Regions from separate parts of the Macaca mulatta genome. Here region 1 is linked to region 2. Evidence: chromatin contacts called from public Hi-C data. All regions are on one chromosome and are shown on one strand. The core of a region is the stretch at or near the end of the contact, and the rest is flanking DNA. Distances in the headings are between cores, read along the strand shown.

Region 1 (5,259 bases), core at 917-3,416, 67 kb after region 2:
ACAGCAGATTTCATTCTTAAAAGAGTAACATTTCTCAATAACCTTTTAGGTCTTTTCAAGCAAATGAATACTTTTATTAACATGGTAAGTTTTTTTTGTTTGTTTTTAACACGGTAGGGTTTTGACCTCAAATATTTGTTAGGTCTGCTACTCAAATGAACTTATAGCTGGACAACGTATGAACCTTGAAGATGCCTCTTCCAGTCCAGTTTAGGGTCCAATGCAGACAGTTCCATACTCTCATCCCCCAGCCCCTCAAGGGCCTCTGCAAAACTTTCATTTTATGCCAAGTCCCCTAAAACGCATCAGGGTATTACATCAACTTGTACAGAATATCAAGATCTTATCTTCTATTTTAGGTTCCATGTCAAGTAAAGCTGAGTTAGGTTGTCCAAACAAACTCACTGGACAGGTTACATAAGATAGTGTACCACATAAAATTTAAACTTTGAACAAAATACATCTCTCCTCCTTTGGTCTCACACAGAAATTAAGTCTCCAATCACAGACAATACTATCCATTCTCCAGCTCTTCTCCAGATTCACGAGTCCCAGCCAGGTCGGCCCATCCGCACTCCCCGTTGAAGTCTGGTCCTTTCTTCAGTAGTTGCTGCACGGAGTCGTCTTCCAGAATTAATGCAGCTCCTTCAGCACCTCCAGAGCTGGAGAACTCCAACTGTGAGTCTCATGTGTCACACACAGAGACCCAAAGTTCCAGGGAGCTATCAGGTCACACAAGAAAGAGCAAAGCACCTCAAAACTTTAGAAATAACCACCAAAGCCCGGGAACAGATGTGACTGCTGCAAGAGCTTACAATCTAGGCCCTAATTCCTGTATGTGAGAGCATTTTCAAACAAAATCACTTTCCAAACAAAAACACGTAACAATCGAAACTCATATTGAGGTCATCAACCACAGACCATAGCAGAAAACGTAGTGTTAAGTGAGACAGAGCAATAGACAGAGGAAAAAAGAGAAAACAAAAGGCTCTCTGGTTTCGGTTTCTCCAGGGTGTCAGCCAATCTCCACCAGTTGACCAGAATCCATTGGCTGTCAACCTAAAGCACAATGAGAAGAAATTCATCATCGAGAGATTAATCCCGGGCACAACGACCCCCAAACCCTCACGACCACCACCGTGCAGGACGCCGCCTCTTCTGGCCACCACCTGACTCCCTCCAGTCTCTAGCAATGTTGACTTGTCCAACGCCTTCCCCGAAAATCCTCTATTTCCACCCCCGCTTGCTGGATGGCCCGGGACCTCGTCCCTTTCTGTTTCCTTGGCGACTCTGAGATTTATGAACCTTCCACTGAACACGCATCACGCCCAAACCCGGCCACTCTGATTATCCCACGCCGCCACCGTCAAAACACAAAACACGAAGACGGGGCCCAGATCCGCCCTGACCCGAGCACGCCTTTATTCTCCCGCCCCACCCCCGATCCCGGTGCATCTTGATGAAATCGTCGCTCTCCAGGAGCAGCCAAGCTGGCGCCGCTCCTCTGCCCGGCGCGGGTGCCCGACTTACCGCCGACCGCGCTCACGACGACTCGCTCTTCTCTATCCGCCGGACCAGCTCCACCAGCATCTCTGCCATCTTCGCGATCTCCTTGGCCTTCTCCTCGGCCTTCTCGCACCTCTTGGCCGCCCGGCCCTCGGCCGCGTCGCCCGGGTTCTGGAGGTGGTTGAGCGCGCTCTCCTCCGAGGCCTCCACCTGCGTTTTGATCTGGATGAGCATATTGTCCATCTCCCACAGCTTGCTCCGGTTCCGCAGGTACGCCCGCCCGTGCTCGCGCGTCAGCGACGCGATGTCCTCGCGCATCTCGTTGATGACCGGGAGCAGAAACTGCTCGAAATCCTCCTCGGGCTCCAGCACCTCCACTTCCTCCGGTTCCGCCAGCTCGACGATGTCCAGGGGCCGCATCTCTTCCCACTGCCTCGGAACCGCAGTAGCGATGTCTGTTGGAGAGAGAAAACCGACACTCGCTATGCTTAGCAACAGAGAGCCCGAATATTCCTGAAAACTTTTACCCTTTTTCAACTTTTCTCCTCAGAGAAGCCACGGAGAAGCAACTTACGCGTAGAGTAACGGCGAACAAAATGGAGTCCCAGCCGTCAACCAGCGCTCTGCGCGTTGCGGCCCCTTTCACGACACAGCCGGGCCTCTTTACGGTCAGGGGGGGCGAGCTGCGGGCGCGCGCACGTCTAGAAAGAGAGGCGCCGGGGGCACCGTCGCGGCCGCACGGACGCGCACGCAGGCACGCGCGGGCACAAGCCCGCACGCTCTCGCTCGTTCCCGCCTTCCCCTTACCTCCGTGCGTCACCATTTTTCTACTGTGTGTTTGGAGGGTGACCTCTTCTGGGTGTTTCCCTCCTAGAGGGCTTCTCGGGCACGCGAGTTTACTTTTTTTTTTTTTTTTTTTGAGATGGAGTCTGGCTCTGTAGCCCAGGCTGGAGTGCAGTGGCGCGGTCTCGGCTCACTGCAAGCTCCGCCTCCTGCGTTCACACCATTCTCCTGCCTCAGCGTTCGGATTACAGGCGTCCGCCACCGCGCCGGACTAATTTTTTGTATTTTTGGTAGAGACGGGGTTTCACCGGTGAGTTTACATTTTAAAAAAAGACCTCCCACACTTCCCGGGTGCGGTGGCTCACGCCTGTAATCTCAGCACGTTGCGAGGCCGAGGTGGGTGGATGGCTTGAGGTTGGGAATTCGAGACCAGCCTGGCCAACATGGGGAGACCCCGTCTCTACCAAAAATACAAAAATTAGCCGGGCGTGGTGTTGCTTGCCTGTAATCCCAGCTGCTTGGGAGGCTGAGACAATCGTTTGAAAACGGGAGTCGGAGGTTGCAGTGAGCCCAGATCGCGCCACTGCTCTCCAGCCTGCGCATCAGAGTGAAACACCGTTGCAAAATAAATAAAATATAAATGAAAATTTAAAAGGGCCTTCCACACTAGAAGAGGAGGATCCTTCGTGATAATGCAGCGACCCCCGCTGGACGCTTAAAGCCCCTTCCTCTCACGCAGGGGGACCTGAGCCCCCTCAGCCATTTTATTTACTTATTATTATTTGAAAAGGTGTTTTCTTTTTTTGTTTTTGTTTGTTTGTTTGTTTGTTTTTGTTTTTTTTGAGGCAGGGTCTCTCTCTGTCACCCAGGCTGGAGTCCACTGGTGGGATCATGGCTCACTGCAGCCTTGAACTCCTGGCCTCAAGTGATCCTTCCACTTCGGGCCTCCCAAAGTGCAGGGATTACAGGCATGAGCCGTGCGCCCGGCCCTCACTGCCTTTTTAAAGAGTTTTCCTTCTTCCTTGGATGAGAGTCAGAAGGGTCTGGGTGTCTTTTCACCAAACCGGCCTCCCCACACCCCAAGGTGGAGCCTGGCTGCTCCGTCCTGAGGCCCCAGCAGACCCATGTTTAGTGCGTGGTGCAAGGCGCTGTCCACCGCCTCTGAGCCCTTCCACTGGATCCTGGGCTCTTTGGGGTCTTAGCTCTGTGGCCCTAATACCCTAACGCCCTGGGCAGAGCTTGGCGCATATTGGTAAACTTGCCTTAACATCCACTCAACACAGAATGAGGAGAGATATGTTAATTTCCTAGCTTGTTGTCCCATTCCCAGACAGCAATAAACTTTTCAGAAATCCAGCTTGCATAAATCCCATGGATTTGGCTTTCATTTTCTAGTTAAAGGGACACATCACAGTTTTGACTATAGCAGAATTAAGGATTCAGAGAAACGAAAGTGTATGTTTAGACTTTTCTCAGGTTCTTAATATTTTGGTTGATCTTGTAAAAACTCAACTTTTGGGTTTACTTGTGTGAAAGGAAAATAAATCTCGGGACCCCAAAATCACTAAGCCAAAGGGGAAAGTCAAGCTGGGAACTGCATCAGGCAAACCTGCCTCCCATTCTATTCCTAAAAAAGATAGCTACTAAGATTAAAAAGCTACATACCTCCCTCACAAGGAAATTCCTTGTGGACAACTGGCAGAACTCAAAGCCACCCCTCTGGTCACTGAGATAGATGCATCTCTGACTGCCTCCTTTGGAAAGGCCAATCAGAAACTCAAAAGAATGCAACCGTTTGTCTCTTATCGACCTATGACCCGGAAGTCCCCTCCCTGCTTCGAGATGTCCCACCTTTCTAGACGGAACCAATGTATACCTTACATATATTGATCGACGTCTCATATCTCCCTAAAATGTATAAAACCAAGCTGTGCCCGACCACCTTGGGCACATGTCTTCAGGACCTCCTGAGGCTGCATCACGGACACACATCCTTAACTTTGGCCAAAATAAACTTTCTTAATTGACTGATGCCTGTCTTAGATATTTGGGGTTCACACTTGATATATCAGAGACAGCTAGCTCATACACTTTTTATATGAATAAAAATAAGTGACTCAGACAAAAATGCGATACTACTAAGCACCTATTAGAATAGTCAAAATCCAGAACACCTACAACACCAAATGCTGTTGAGGGCTCGGATCAACAGGAACGTTTTTAGTTTTTGTTTGTTTGTTTTTGAGATGGAGTCTCAGCTCTGTCACCCAGGCTGGAGTGCAGTGGCGCGATCTCCACTCACTGCAAGCTCTGCCCCCTGGGTTGTTGCCATTCTCCTGCCTCAGCCTCCTGAGTAGTTGGGACGACAGGCACCCGCCACCATGCCCAGCTAATTTTTTTTGTATTTTTAGTACAGACGGGGTTTCACCGTGTTCGCCAGGATGGTCTCGATCTCCTGACCTCATGATCCGCCCGCCTTGGCCTCCCAAAGTGCTGGGATTACAGGCGTGAGCCACTGCGCCCGGCTTCAACAGGAACTTTTATTCCTTGCTTGTGGGAATGCAAAATTATGCTGCCATTTTGGAAGACAGTTTAGTAGTTTCTTACAAAACTAAACCATATTCTTACAATAGAATCCAGCAATCACATTCCTTGGTATTTATCCAAATGAGTTGGAAACTTAGGCTGACACAAAAATCTGCAGGGGGATGTTTCTACCAGCTTTCATTGTAGTTGACAAAACTTGGAAGCAATCTAGATGTTCTTACATAGGTGAATGGATACAAAAACTGTGGTACATCCAGACAGTGGAATATTAATTAGCATTAAAAAGAAATGTGGTATCAAGCCATGAAAAGACATGGAGGAAACTTAAATGCATATTACTTAAGTGAAAGAAGTCAATCTGAAAAGACTCCATATTGTATAGTTCTACCTGTATGACATTCTAGGAAAGGTAAAACTTTGGAG
Region 2 (5,817 bases), core at 502-3,001:
AAGCCCTAACCCCCAGTGTGGCTATACTTGGAGTAAAGCAGTAAGTAAGGTCATACAAGTGGGGGCATGATCCTATAGCTTCATGTTCTTATAAGAAGAGACACAAGAGGGCACTCCTTCCTGTACCCCACAACACTGCATGCACAAAGAAGAGATCATGTGAGGACTGCAGCAGGAAGGCGGCCATCTGCAATTCAGGAAGAGAGCCCTCACCTCCAGAAACCAGATTTGCTGGCACGTTAATCATGGACTTCTGGCCTCTAGAACTGTGAGAAGATAAATGTCTGTGTTTAAGCCACCCAGTCTATAGTATTTTGTTATGGTGTTCAGACTAGACTAAGACATCCATCAAGAATGTATAAGAGTTCCAGTTGTTCCACATCTTCCCCAATACTTGGTATTGTCAGTATTTTCAATTTTAGTAATTCTAGTGGATGTACAGTGCTTCCTCGTTGTGCTTTCTAATCCGCATTTCCCTGTTGAATCATGAAGTTGAAAACCTCTTCATATACTTATTGGCCATTCGGATATTCTCTTTTGTGAAGTGCCAGCCTATGTCTTTTGCCTGTTTTAAAATTTTGTCTTTTCCTTCTTGATCTGTAGGAGTTCTCAATATATTCTGCATGAGTCAAATATCTTTTTTCACGGTGCCTTGCTCTTTCCCTCTTAATGTTCTTTTGATGAACATCTGCTAGAATGTTGGTGTTTGCAAAACTGTTTCGCACACGTCATCTTACAAATCCCTCTTCCCACTGACAGATATTCAGGCTGGGGCCATTGGTCTTTATCAGACTGGAAAACTGAAGTTCTGATCTGTGGCACTTGTGTAAGAAGGATCCCCCCTCTACACACACTCATATTACTACTAGTGTGGCACTGGGTGACTAAGCCTAGCAATAGACTTCTTCCATTCCACAATGGCATTAGGTTGGTGATCAAAACGTATTGACGATCAAAGCCACATTTACTAGGTCCCTGCTCATTTTCAGGTCTTGTGTGTGGAGGGACATAAAGGTGACCAAGACCAGAACCTGTCCCCAAACAGCCTCCAGTCTGGTAGAGGCACTTAGGTACTAGGCAATTCCTCTCTCTAAAGCATTCTCTAAGGCCCTGCTTGACGCCAGGCTGACGGAAAGGGCGGAGGACAGAACTGAAACAGAAGTTGCCCTTTACCTTGAGGACCTTACAGACTCTGAAGAGAGACCAAAAATCACGGGCCAGAACCACCCAAGGCAGCGAGCGAAATTCCCCCCAGAACAAAAGTATGAGCCAGGGGTGGGGAGGACAGAGGGACGAGTTCCATTCTAGAACACTGAGCAGGGACTGTGGACCCACATTGCTTTGAGCTCAAATCACGACTTTTAGCCCGGTTTTTACTTCTCTTATAGGTTCGTTGTGAGGGCTAAGTGAATTCATATAAATTAATCCAAGCTTCTGCATGCTTAGATAGTAAGCGCTGTGAACGCCAGCCAGTCTTATTCAAATATGCGGAAGGGAGGGTCATTTTTACTTTAAAAAAATAATAATAAAAGTAAAACCCCTCTGAAGGGAAGCTTTAGGGGAAGACGCGAACAAACCTGCCGCCACCAATCTAAATTAGAGAAGAGGGCGAGGCGGGGCGCCGGGAAGCTGACGGCCATAGCCATGCGCGCGCCCGAGACCCCTTTACGTGCGCGCGCCCGCTACTGGGTCTCGCCGAAGGCGTGACCGTAAAGGAGCCCGGCTCTGTCGTGAAAGGGCCGCAAAAAGGCCGAGGGCGAGTTGACGGCTGCGACTCCATTTCGCAGGTCGCTTTGCTGTGTGTATCCACGGCGATTCTTCCCACGGAGTTCCAAAGCTAAAGGCTTACAATTAAAAGGAAGAAAAAAATTAAAGATAATTCGGGAGTACTATTGACAAAGCGTGTGGGCTCAGCCTCCAGCAATCACTGCTGATCTCCAGTCCCTGGGGGGTTCCGGTAAGAAGAACGCCCCTCCGGTACTGAAGAAGCGGCAGGAGGAGATGCGGCCCCTGGACATAGACGAGGTGGAAGCGCCTGAGGAAGTGGAGGTGCTGGAGCCGGAGGAGGATTTCGAGCAGTTCCTGCTCCCGGTCATCAACGAGATGCGCGAGGACATCGCGTCTCTTATACGCGAGCACGGGCGGGCGTACCTGCGAACCAGGAGCAAGCTGTGGGAGATGGACAATATGCTCATCCAGATCAAAACGCAGGTAGAGGCCTCGGAGGAGAGCGCCCTCAATCACGTGCAGCACCCGAGTGGCGAAGCCGACGAGAGAGTGTCGGAGTTGTGCGAGAAGGCTGAGGAGAAGGCCAAGGAGATTGCGAAGATGGCAGAGATGCTGGTCGAGCTCGTCTGGCGAATAGAGAGAAGCGAGTCTTCTTGAAGGAGGAAATCGGCGGTAAGGTCGGAAACTCGCGGGAGCTTGGATGGAACTCAGTAGTCGCCCTAAGCATGGTTAAACCGCGCCCTGTAAAAAGTTATGTTCTAGGCCTGCATCCCCCATTTTATCGCATCAAAAATTGAGCATTGGGAACAAAGTTGGGGTCAAGAGGAAAGAATGCGTGCTGGTTTTGTTAGGTGTTAGTATACCGTTTTTTTGTGGCCTCTCCCTCCCACACTGGTAATTAGAGAAAAATAAAAGTAACTTCGGGTTTGTTTTTGTGAAACGTAAGTCAGTTCTAATAGGGCAGTCGCCAGGAAGTAGACCTGTCTCGGCACTAAGGGAGTTTGGGGAAAGCCACAGAAGACCTAGGCTGTGGAGCACAATGGAACGCAGGCTGAGAACGCAGGGAAAGAAATAAAAGAGTAAAGCCAGAGGCCATTACCTGAAATTTCCAGACTGTTCTGTGAGACAGGTATGTCAGAGGACCGTGTCTCAAAGAAGTGGCATTCTTCTGGGTGGTTCACATTTATTTTTAACATCAAGATATGGAACTTTGAGAGTCAATGTCTTCATGGTAAATTTCTCCCAATTGTGCTTTAGGTTCACAGCTGAGGACTGTAGTCGACTGGTAAGGATGAACTGACACCTTGAGGAAACTGAAACAGCTTGTCATTTTCTCTGTTTTGTTTTTGTATGTTTTTTACCCCCATGTAACAGTCTCCCTTATGGTCAGTGATTGATGACCTCGATATGGATTTAGATCATCAAATGTGTTTGGTTCTGGAAATACAACTTTTGTCGAAGAAATACTTTCACAAGAGAAATGGGGCTTAATTAAGTTGTTTTCGTGGTCACGTTTACTCTTGTTACTTCGCTGTGTTTTTGAAATGTTGGGCATGGCCTTGTATTTTGCTGTTACCTTTGTGACCTGATCGTTTTTGGGAACACGTCAAGACTTGGGATCAGAATCTTCCAACTTTAGAGGTGCAGTGGAAGATACTACGCTGCCTGGTTGAGCCTGGTGAAGAATGTATTAATGAGACTGCTTTGCATAAAGCTGGGAAGAACGAGAAGACAGTTGGAGATGGAAGGTGGTTTTGTATATATTTTGGAACTTTAGTTCCTCTGTGAGATGAAAGAGGAGAGCTATGTTTTGTGGCACATTGTCTGATATATATTGTGTAACCTGTCAGGTGAGTTGATTTAGACCACATAGCTGACCTTTTATGACAAGGCAGTTTGATTAGGAACTGTCGTAATACCCTCACACATTACAGGGGCATCAGAGAATGGCATCGAAGAGACAGTCTACAAAGAGCTTTAAGAGGCCAGAGAAAGGAAAAGACATTATCAGGGCCTGGAAAGTCTCTTCCAGTTCATCAGGGTAGTAGACCTGTCAGATTGGAGGTCAAAGTCAAACGTATAGTAAGTATTAATTTGCCTTGAAAAACAAAGACCTAAAAAGCCTTTTTTAAAAAATAAATTTTTTGTTCACATGACCAAAGCCCCTCCTGTGTGTGTTAATAAAAGAATCATAAATCAATCTTTTTGAAATGGATGTTCTTCACTGAGTGTCATCAAATGGGGTTGAACTGCTTGTAGTTAAAGGCTCTTGGTCAGCCTTTAACTGAGGGAGAATTATTTCTGGAAGGTGCTGTGGAGATGAGCTGACGGAACACTCAGTTCTGAAGAGAAAAACTTTTCGGCTATCCTCTGGGCCAAGCCCCTGCTTTTCAGCAGCAGAAGTGTGTTTAGTCAACCAGTGGGAATGTAACGTGCTTCATATCTTATCCAAGGCACTAGGAACATAAAGGTGAGACGTGGATGGGACGAAGGTGTGGGACAGAAATGGAAACAAGGAATTGCGATATAGAGTGTGTGGATATCATGTGGGAGCCCTGAGGAGGGAGTCAACTCTTAGTAGGGAAGTGTGTGAATTCAGAGCAGGTGACTTACCTGGGCCTGAAAAGTAGAAATGAATGAAGACATATAAGGCATAAGGATCAAAGTGAGCAAAAGCCTTTTGAGTTCCAGCACTGGGGAGACGGCCAGTGAGCTGGATGTTAAGGAGCATGGAGGGGGTTGTGGGAGACAGAGTGAAACTGGCAGGCAGGGCCAAGAGATCTTCGTTAAGGAATTAGTTCATCTTCATAAACCTGTACTTGAGTGAGGTTTCTTCACCCTGGCATGTTTTCTCACAGAGTGCTAGTGGATGCTCAGAGCCATAGCGTAGGCATGGTACAGTTTCCAGAATTACTACATCTAATTTCATAAAAATAGATACATGATCGTAATAAGCTCAGATACACGTTTTGGATTAATGTGTAAAATAGGCATTTTAAAAATCAAGTACCTGAGCACAGAAAAATCACAGAAGCTGTTTCCGGCTTTGTCGTGATGTCTAAGATCCTTGCTCATGTGCCTGCCTGTCTGTTTTCAGTAAAAACGAGAAGTACGGCTGGGGAGCCATACTTTCTGATAATCAGGGGAATGGCTGTCACATCTGTAGTTTAGAAAGATTACTCGGCCGGGCGCGGTGGCTCAAGCCTGTAATCCCAGCACTTTGGGAGGCCGAGACGGGCGGATCACAAGGTCAGCAGATCGAGACCATCCTGGCTAACATGGTGAAACCCCGTCTCTACTAAAAATATAAAAAAACTAGCCGGGCGAGGTGGCGGGCGCCTGTAGTCCCAGCTACTCGGGAGGCTGAGGCAGGAGAATGGCGCAAACCCGGGAGGCGGAGCTTGCAGTGAGCTGAGATCCGGCCACTGCACTCCAGCCTGGGCGACACAGCGAGACTCCGTCTCAAAAAAAAAAAAAAAAAAAAAAAAAAAAAAAAAAAAAAAAAAAAAAGAAAGATTACTCAAGACTGGGTATGGATTAATGTGAGTGTGGGCTATAAGGTAGCGGCAGGTGCAGAAGTAGAGATGGGAAGTGAGGGCCTGAACTGGGGCAGAATGAGTGGGAAGGACCAGCTAGGCTTTTCTGGAGCCAAGACTTGGTGTCTTTCTGTATCAGTCAACTAGACTAAACTGCTGTAACAGTTTACCCCAAAGCCTTAGTGGCTTGCAACACCCGAGGATTTTTTTTTGTTATTCATATTGATCTATTAATACATTGTAGGTGAGTTGTTCCATATTCTCTTACTTCCAGGAGCTGGCTGAAGGAGCAGCTGCTCTTTGGGATATTGTGGATCTTGATTGCGAAAGCTGTTATTTACAAGTTACCTGACAGATTTAAATGCTTTGGGGGTGAAAAAACTGAGTCCTATACATACACACTCATAGACACACACACACACATACTGTATATGTGCTATATGCATATACATGTGTGCATATATACTATGTATATGTATGTTTTTCCCCTCGATTAACTGACCATAGATTATATTCATACGTAGGATTGCATTTCATCTCTTCAGTATCCTAG

What was found. A called contact is a pair of places that touch in the nucleus more often than the background predicts.
Region 1: a Hi-C map of fetal cortex germinal zone shows a contact between it and region 2, with 4 times the contacts expected there. The contact joins the promoter of MRFAP1 here to the promoter of MRFAP1L1 in region 2. A contact is called at or near these places in 6 of 14 Hi-C or Micro-C datasets (CD4 T cells, blood, cortical neurons and 3 more).

The regions. Positions count from the first base shown.
Region 1 is chr5:6,393,762-6,399,020 of T2T-MMU8v2.0, forward strand. It overlaps MRFAP1 (Morf4 family associated protein 1), which reads right to left and starts at 2,167. Exons shown (of 2, transcript NM_001193938.2): 1 at 2,081-2,167; 2 at 1,135-1,961. The coding sequence starts at 1,926. The coding sequence ends at 1,543.
Region 2 is chr5:6,326,990-6,332,806 of T2T-MMU8v2.0, forward strand. MRFAP1L1 (Morf4 family associated protein 1 like 1) reads left to right here and starts at 1,752. Exons shown (of 1, transcript NM_001193928.1): 1 at 1,752-3,936. The coding sequence starts at 2,002. The coding sequence ends at 2,385.